2 separate regions of the Cricetulus griseus genome follow, and region 1 is linked to region 2. Evidence: chromatin contacts called from public Hi-C data. All regions are on one chromosome and are shown on one strand. Each heading gives the region's core, a stretch centred on a gene start, on an enhancer-like site or on the middle of the called end of the contact. The rest is flanking DNA. Distances are from core to core; before and after follow the strand shown.

Region 1 (4,113 bases), core at 568-3,067, 43 kb after region 2:
CTAGTTGGTGTTAAATCCTTGTTTCTGCTTAAGAGCCGGAAATGATTGTTTATTGTTTAAGGTCCTCTTCCTCCACACCCTGCTTTGAATGCCAGCATCTTTCCACTCAAGCAGACTGACCCACTGCTTGAGGCCAGGAAGCAGCGAACACAGCCTAACATCAGCCGGTTTCTCTCGTTTCCCATCCTGTGGTGGCAACACTACATATTAAGGTTAACCAAAAATAGTGGGGAGAGACGCTCAGCCCTTAATAGTACTTGCTGCTTTCACAGAGGGCCCTGTTTTGATTCCCAGCACCCACAGGGTGGCTCACAGCCATCTGTAACTCCACTTCTGAAAGAGGTGATGCCATCTTCTGTGGGCACCAGGCACATACGATACACACACATTCTTGTATGTTGACACCTAGCTATTGTTCAGGTGAGAACTAGACTTGGTGGCATGCACCTTAGTCCTGGTGCAGCAGAAGCAGAGCCATGAGAATCCCGGGTTTCACTGATCAGCCAGTCCAGCTAGTCGATGAGTTCCACATTCAGTGAAAGACCCTGTCTCTTAAAATCGGGTAGAGTGATTGGCCTGGACGCTAGCTTGCGGCTGCACAGATGTGTACTCTGTACATATACATACCCAAAAAGAAATTGAGTTAGGAACTCTGGAGTTGGTAACAGAAGCCCCAAGCCTTGGTGTATGTCTGTTTCACTTTCCTTAACACATAGTTTCCATCTTCAGGCTTGTGTCACAAGCCAGGGGCACTGAGGTTAGAAGACCATTGTGTCACCATTGCCTCCTGTGTGGAAAAGGAGCTTTCCCTGAGTTCCACCAGCCAATTTCCTGCCCTTACATTCAGAATGTTTAAGAGTTGCTGGCTCCAGATAAAATTGATGTTTTACAAAGAAAGGTATAGTGTATATTGAGTAGGCAACTAATAAAATGGGTCACACAAATACTTTTTTTTTCCCCAGTACTAAAGATTTCACTATAGTGAAGGCAAACTGTTTCCATTACAGTTGAGACCAATTAGTGTTCAGATGAATCCTCTAGCCTTGGGGCTGAACTGGATGAGAGTTCAGTGGATAATGGGTTGTACTCTGAAGACCAACATGCAGCCATACCTAAAGTGGGCTTGTCAGAAAGCTGTAAGGATTTTCAATTTTTTTGACCTATCTCAGTCCATAGAATGTCATAATTAATCCAACTCCCCAGGAAGAGTGCCCCAGATATTTATTATTAGATTAGAATGAATGAAATTAAGCCCAAGTGATTTAGTGTATGTTAAGCAGGGACTCTTCCCTGGCTTTTCTCTGCCTCTGTTCAGAGGAGACCAGTGGCCTACTCCCCTTGCCCTGGGTATTCTTGTAGAGACTGCGGGCAGGCAGCTGAGAGTGAGAGCCTTCACTCCGACACTCTCTGGAATTGAGCACCTAGGCCAGGTCTTCTATTGTGACCTTGCCACTTTCTATTTGGCTTTCCTTCTCGAGATACCAAGGCCAACACTGCTGTCTCGATTGCCAGTTGTCACCTCCAAGACAGGCTTCATGGTTTTCCTTCTTAGTCTTGATGTATTATGCCAGAGTATAAGTTAACAAGCCCAACTGTCATCATTGTCATTCATCCAGCAATGCCAGCCATGGAGCATAGGTCTGTTTCTTTGTCCCGATGGTTAGAATGGCACTGCACAGTGGTTGGTGCTGAGCTGGGTGACAAGGAGCATGGTACTCTGTACCATTGAGGTCCCAAGCTCCACAGAGTGATATATACTCCAGAGCCAGGTGGAAATCCCCACTACTGCGAGACCGAGCAAGTTCCTCATCTGCACTGTTCAGTTTGTCTAGAAGTTCATGCTCATCTACATATGCAACAGGAAATGACTAATGTTTCCTCTCATTTAGTGAGAATCTGTAGCAAAAACGCCGTAGACCTGAGCGGGGAAACTGGAAACCCTTTCCTTATGAACTGATTTTTAACTATAGTCTAGCAGTTGTAGCACAAACATGTAAATTTCTCCCATGTTAGCCAAATAGAAGTAACTTCATCGTCTTTGTATGTGATATAATGAAGGCCCTGAAGTAAGTAAAGTTACCCTCCAGTGTCACATAAATATAAAAGACAGCCAAGGGCCTTTGGTGCCAGGTCTCTGGTGCCAGAGATGTTAGACCTACAGTCCCTGGGTAAAGAGTGTTTCTTTGACGTTCTTACTTTTACATTGGTTTAACTGTACATCCAACCCCTCTGGTAGTGACACCTTCTCTATGGTGGTGACATTCGGTTTGTAATAGCAGCGCCTTCCCTGTGATAGAGACATTCTCTCTGGGACAGTGGTACCCTCCCTGTGATGGTTACACTCACTCACTAGGATAGTGTCACTGTGTTGTGAGTTTTCCCATTCTCTCTGATGGGTCGGTCCTTCAGGCTGCTTTGTAGTGTGTTGTATGTGTTTTGTTCGCTGAAACAATACTGGTATGTTTTGCCCGAGCCCTCCTAGCCTCACCCCTGGTCTTTGTGCGGTGTACATGAAACTGTCTAGCTGATCACCTGCTGTCTCTCTCCCTCCCCTCAAATTGCCTACATTTGCAGCTAATTTTAGACATCTTCACTATATCCCGTGAACACCTGAGCCTGCATGTCTAAAGGTAGATTTTTCTACACCATATGTCATTTTGGAATGACTGGATGAAATAACTGAAATCCTCCCTGTCTCGCAAACCAAAAGTATTGCCGTTGGAGATGAAGTATGGAGGTGGTAAGGGCTTACACACCTTGCTGAATTATGCAAGAGGGCATTTCCACAAAACGACTGTGCCTGTTAAAATCCTTTAAGAAGTTAAATTCCTCAGCTGGGCTGAGGCTCATGGAACACAATAGTTGAGGCGGGAAGATTTAGTGCACTTGAAACCAGCTCAGACTCAGAGCCTGCGTCACGCAAACAGAAACATTCCTTCAAATGAGCAGCCTGCTCGCCCTGCCTCCCACCACCACCTCCCTTAAGTTCATTGTCTTCTCTTGTTTCGGGACAGGATTTTGCTATGTAGCTCTGGCAGGCTGAAACTCACTAGGCAGACCAGTCTGCCTCTGCTTCCCACCAATGGGGACGAAAGATGCGACATCAATATTGTTCTTTGTATTGCGCCCTCCTCTTGGTGGCCATGTGTCCACTTCACTGCTGTAGGGACTTGCTTGTGTGTTTGTCCCCTGCACCCTCCCCTTTCCCTGGGTGATTCCATAATGACTAGGTGGGAGTCTGTTTGATTTACTGGCAGGTGTTCAGCCGTCACAGAAGGACTAGCAGAGCAGTTCAGTGAAGGTGGGATTATCATTATCTTCCCACACTACTAAATTAATACCAGGTACTCTGTCATTTAAAAATCGGGTTTTTTTGTTTGTTTGTTTGTTTGTTTCGTTATGCAACAAGTTGGTTTCCCTTAGCTTTCTGTTTGGTTAGCCCAAAGTTATTTTTACCCTAGAATTATGAGAATGTAGTTATGACAGATAACCACACTACATAAAGATGTTTATCCCACCTAAGATAAAACGTTAAGTCGGTGTTTGCTGCTGCAGCATTATTAATAGGTTTCTTCATCTCCATTGCACACTTGTTATAAACAGAAATATTTATAGCACTGTGGTCAAAATAAGGAGAAGCTAAATTGTCTGCTGTTAAAATGCCACATTTGAGTGGTTCACATTGGTCTGAACTACAAGGTAAAATTTTAGCTTTTGACAGCAGAGTTAAAGAATCTTAGAAAAATCCTTAAAAAATACTTACCTGGAGCTTGAGAGTCAGTGATTCAAACATAAGCTGTTCTATAAGTAGTCTGGGGTCTCTTCATCTTTTCTTACCTGTAAGAAAACCAGTTTCTCAGTCTGAACCTTAACTGGGAAGATGGTGATTGAGAAGACAAAAACAGTTGAGACAGTTACTGAGACTCTTGCTTCTGGATCCACTACATCTGGCTGGCTTGTCTCCATTGATGTGGTTGCTGCTATTTTCAGGCTGTCTTCGAATAACATTCATCTTTTTAGTTTTCCCATTGAGACACTGTCACTCTTCTTGAAAGTTGGTGTCCCTGTATGCCACATGGAAGTGGATATTTAAAAGTGCTAAGTCTGTTGTTT
Region 2 (4,067 bases), core at 1,467-3,966:
GCAAGCATCCGTGAATCATACTTGGTATGAAGATCAATTTTGAGTTTCCATGACCCAGAATGAAGAGTTTAAATTGGATATCGACACCTTCAAAATATATTGTAGCAGGAGAGTGGGGTTATAGAACTTGAGACCCTAGAAAACCCAGACAAACACAACAGACTCTAGACCTATGGAAGAGATCCTGAAGGAAGCCCCAGTGGATGAGGTTGCTTCTATCTCAGCCACTGAGAACTCCACTCCTCCACAGAAAGCTGACAAGTAGCCCAGTTGGGACAGATTGTGCTAAACACTGTTGCAACTCAGTTTTGCTTTAAGACAAAAGTGTCATTTCCAGAAAGGGGAAGGAAAAGGACAGCTTTATTTGAGGAATGGAAAGATTGGCTAGGAACAAGTGAATGCTATCCTAAATGGTATGAGATGCTGAGGTGTCTTTCAGAATTAAGTCTTTCTATGTGCTTGGTGATCTTGGCTTGGGAGGCTAGGATCCTGGAAAACTCAGTGGCCATCAAATCAGCCTGGAGCCAATGGCTTTTGGGTTCTTGACTCAAGAATTTAAAGAATGACATCTATGAACCACAAAAAGTGATGCCTTAGTCAGGGTTACTCTTACTGTGATGAAACACCATGACCAAAGTAAATTAGGGAGGACAGGGTTTATTCAGTTTACTTTTCCACACCATAGTTTATCATCAAAGGAAGTTAAGACAGGAACTCAAGCATGGCAGGAAGCTTAAGGCAGGAACTGAACCTTGGAGGGGCGTTGCTTAAAGGCCTGTTCCTTGTGGCTTGTTCAGCCTGCTTTCTTACAGAACCCAGGATCACCAACCCATGGGTGGCACAACCTACAATGTTCTGGGCCCGTTCCCATCAATCACAAATTAAGAAAATGTCCTACAGGCTTGTGTATATTCTGGTCTTATGGTTCCATTTTCTTAATTGAGGTTCGGGCCTCTCAGGTGACTTTAGCTTGTGTTGAGTTAATATAAAACTAGCTAGCACAGAGCACACGTGGGTTTTACAGAAAATTTATTATGGATTCATATGTAGGAGCTTTAAGAGGTAGAGGAAGGGTAGAGAGGGAGAGAGACAGAGAAAAAGAGAGGAGACAGAGAGAGAGAAAGGGGAATTAGTCCTGCAGAGCAGGGTGGCATCCTATGAAATCAGGTAGAAGGAAGCATTAAGCTGTGGTTCTGGGTTTTTAAAGGACTTCTGGAAGAATGTGGGGTGAGGTATGGGGAAAGGAAAGACTTGGTAATTGCCCAACCATGAATTGTCTAGGTCCACCCTCTCTATTTCAGTCACCTAGTGACTATATCCTCTAGACAGAAGAGCTCCTTTGGAGATGACAATGGAAACAGGGACCAGAACCTGTCTTTCCTAGTCTCCAGCAAGACATTTCCAGGACTCTTGCTCTGGGACCTGTGATGACTATTCTTGGTTGTCAGCTGGACTACATCTGGAATTAACTAAAGCCACCGGGTACACCTATGAGGGAATTTTCTTAATTAAATCATTTGAAGTGGGAAGACCTACTTTAGTCCCAGTCTTTTAGGGGATTGATCCAACTATAAACTGGGCCACCCCTTCTGCTGGCAGCCAGTATAAAGAACATGGAAGAAGGAAGCTTTTGCTCTTTGCCTGCTTGCCTTTCTCATGCTGATGAGTTCATCCCTTCACTGACATTAGCCTACCTCTTCAGGGTTCTGGCATATTCTGAAGATTAACTGAGATGCCCAGCCTCATGTACAAACACGAAATTGTTGGACTTGCCATTGGTAGACAGCCACTGTGGGACTAGCTGGACCACTGCCTATAAGCCACTCTAGTACAGCTCCTTTCCATATAGAAAGATTCATCCTATCAGTTCTGTTCCTATAGAGAACCCTGGCTAATATAGGCTCCTCGCCCCACCTGACCAGTCTCTATTGTCTGTTCTTATCATAAAGACAAAGACTATATGATATGGGAAGAAAGAGTCATGCAGGCAGAAGAGGCTGGGTTCCCTGGACTAGTATCATTGTGTGTTCCCTGCTGTGCTCATTCTCTCTGCAGCAACAGAACTGGAGTGCACAGAGCTGCGGAATCAGTCACAGCAAACAAAATCAGCAGCTCAGTGTTGCTGTGTAAACTTAACCTCAAAATACAGAAACAAAATACAGTTCAAAACTTTCTTGATTTCACACTCTACATAAAGTAAAAAGTCCATCAAGGCACAGTATAATAAATAGTAAATAGAAAATAGAAACAGGCAGAGGTACAAAGGCATAGGCACAAAAGAGACAAGTGACGGAGTTGTGTGAGATGTTTTCTACTCATGTCCAAAACCGAAACAACAACAAGCAATGTAACATTTGTCCCAACGAGCAATCTGCTGAATCAATGAGTTATCGGGATTGCTAACTGGAGCATGGGTGAAGGGTTACCTACAGGAACAAGGATGACTCAAAGGCAGGTTGAGTCACCAAAGGCCCTGCCCAATGTGGGTGATGACTCATGGAAGCTGCAACCCTGGAGCTCTCTGAACTATCTGCAGGCAACTCAGCAGCCCGGAATGTCTTTTCTACAAGCCAGTTGGCCAGAGTCTGTCCCTGCAGCTGTGGTTTGCTACAGTAATCTTAGGCCCTCTCTTATCTCTTGTAAATGTCGGTTGTTGGAAACATGTGAAGTTTGTGTGCTTCCCGAATCTCAGGGGCCTCCCCTTCCTTCCTGGAAGGAATGTTTCAATTCTGAGAAAACTGCTGGAGAAGGCTAAAAAGAGGTGAAGAAAATGTTCTTAGAAAAGGAAACCATATGAGGTTTCAGAAGCTGAATGAATGATCATCAAAAGGAAAGCGACAGTGATTCACCACAAGTAAGATACAGACACCAAAGAGTATCCAGTTTGCTCTTATTTTAGAATAGTATAGTAAGAGATTCTTCAAACAGAACTCTATTCTCTGGTATCAAATAATATGTCTGCAAAACAGAAAATATTCTAATATGTTATCATTCCAGTGTACAGATAATTTATTGTATACTCGATATAATGAGGGAAAATATAGTACTGTTCAACCATGAATAGTAAGAGGCGACAGTGACTTTCAAAGATAAATTTGTGAAATTATTGTTTTTGTCCTTGGTCTAGAAAATAGAGACCAGACGGCTGCAAATATTTGTTTCTAAGATGAAAAAGAAAAAGAAACGTGTTTTTACTCTATCCAATCTCAAGATCTTCAACAAATTTTATTTCTCAAATGTATAAGGAAGCATTTGATATTGCTAATGGACTATTTTAATTCACTGTCTTCTCCACTAAACATGTCCCCATTGAGAATAACGTGTATTTTTGAGAACTGTTGTTTTACACATTGTTTACAATTGTTTCATGATTTTAATTCAAGCAGAATTATATCACTTCCCCCCTCCTTTCTCATCCCCCCCCCAGTCATTGCTCCTTCACCCCCTCCCACCCACGCCCAGGCTGCTAGCCTCTTTTTCTTTGATTTACTACTGTTAAGGCACTCTCAAGGGGAGCGAAAGCATTCCTGGTACGGAAAAGCCTTGGGCCTAGAAAGATTATGGACCTAAGGGAGGAATCCACTTTGCTAGAGCAGCATAACTCCTTGCTGCATTCTAAAGCTTATCATTGTAATTCTTGCCCAAAGACTATTTTGTAGCATTCTCTTTAGCTGGCAGCTTAAATTGGGTAAGTTTTCTACTATCTCAACAGCATTGTCTCCGGTTGCTTTATTCAGGTACAACTCAAAATTAATCTAAAAAACAAAAACCTAAAAGGAATACTTTTGGTTCATAGTCAAGTCAATCATGTAAATTAATGGTGTGGCCTGAGGGATTCTAGAAAGATCATCTGCCCAACTGTATTTCATCTACTTGGCAGGGTACCAAAGATGTCCTACCAGAAACTCATACCTTTCAGAATCCAAAGTCCGCTGGCCATTACTAATTCTATACTAGCCTTCCAGTGCCCCCTTTGATAGAGACATTAAAAGAGGTTATCAAAGAACAACTCTAAGCAACATTTCCTAACAGGTATTTGATACAGGAGTAGAGGCTTTCATGATCAA

The links. Hi-C and Micro-C count contacts between places; a contact is called where the count stands out from the background.
Region 1: a contact with region 2 is called in a Hi-C map of liver, with 1.9 times the contacts expected there. The contact joins the enhancer-like site here to the promoter of C4H21orf91 in region 2. A contact is called at or near these places in 4 of 8 Hi-C or Micro-C datasets (the CHO-K1 cell line, fibroblasts and liver).

What each region holds. Positions count from the first base shown.
Region 1 is chr4:16,903,989-16,908,101 of CriGri-PICRH-1.0, forward strand. All of the region lies in intron 2 of C4H21orf91 (protein EURL homolog), which reads left to right. It overlaps LOC107978585 (a long non-coding RNA gene), which reads right to left. Exons shown (of 4, transcript XR_004769853.1): 3 at 3,919-4,064; 4 at 186-3,837. Among named protein-coding and RNA genes, the nearest start is that of C4H21orf91, 43 kb to the left of the region's middle. Within about 2 kb of position 1,818, at least 2 of the 6 cell types and tissues checked have open chromatin away from gene starts, as enhancers often do.
Region 2 is chr4:16,860,396-16,864,462 of CriGri-PICRH-1.0, forward strand. It overlaps C4H21orf91 (protein EURL homolog), which reads left to right and starts at 2,717. Exons shown (of 5, transcript XM_035444371.1): 1 at 2,717-2,854. The coding sequence starts at 2,817.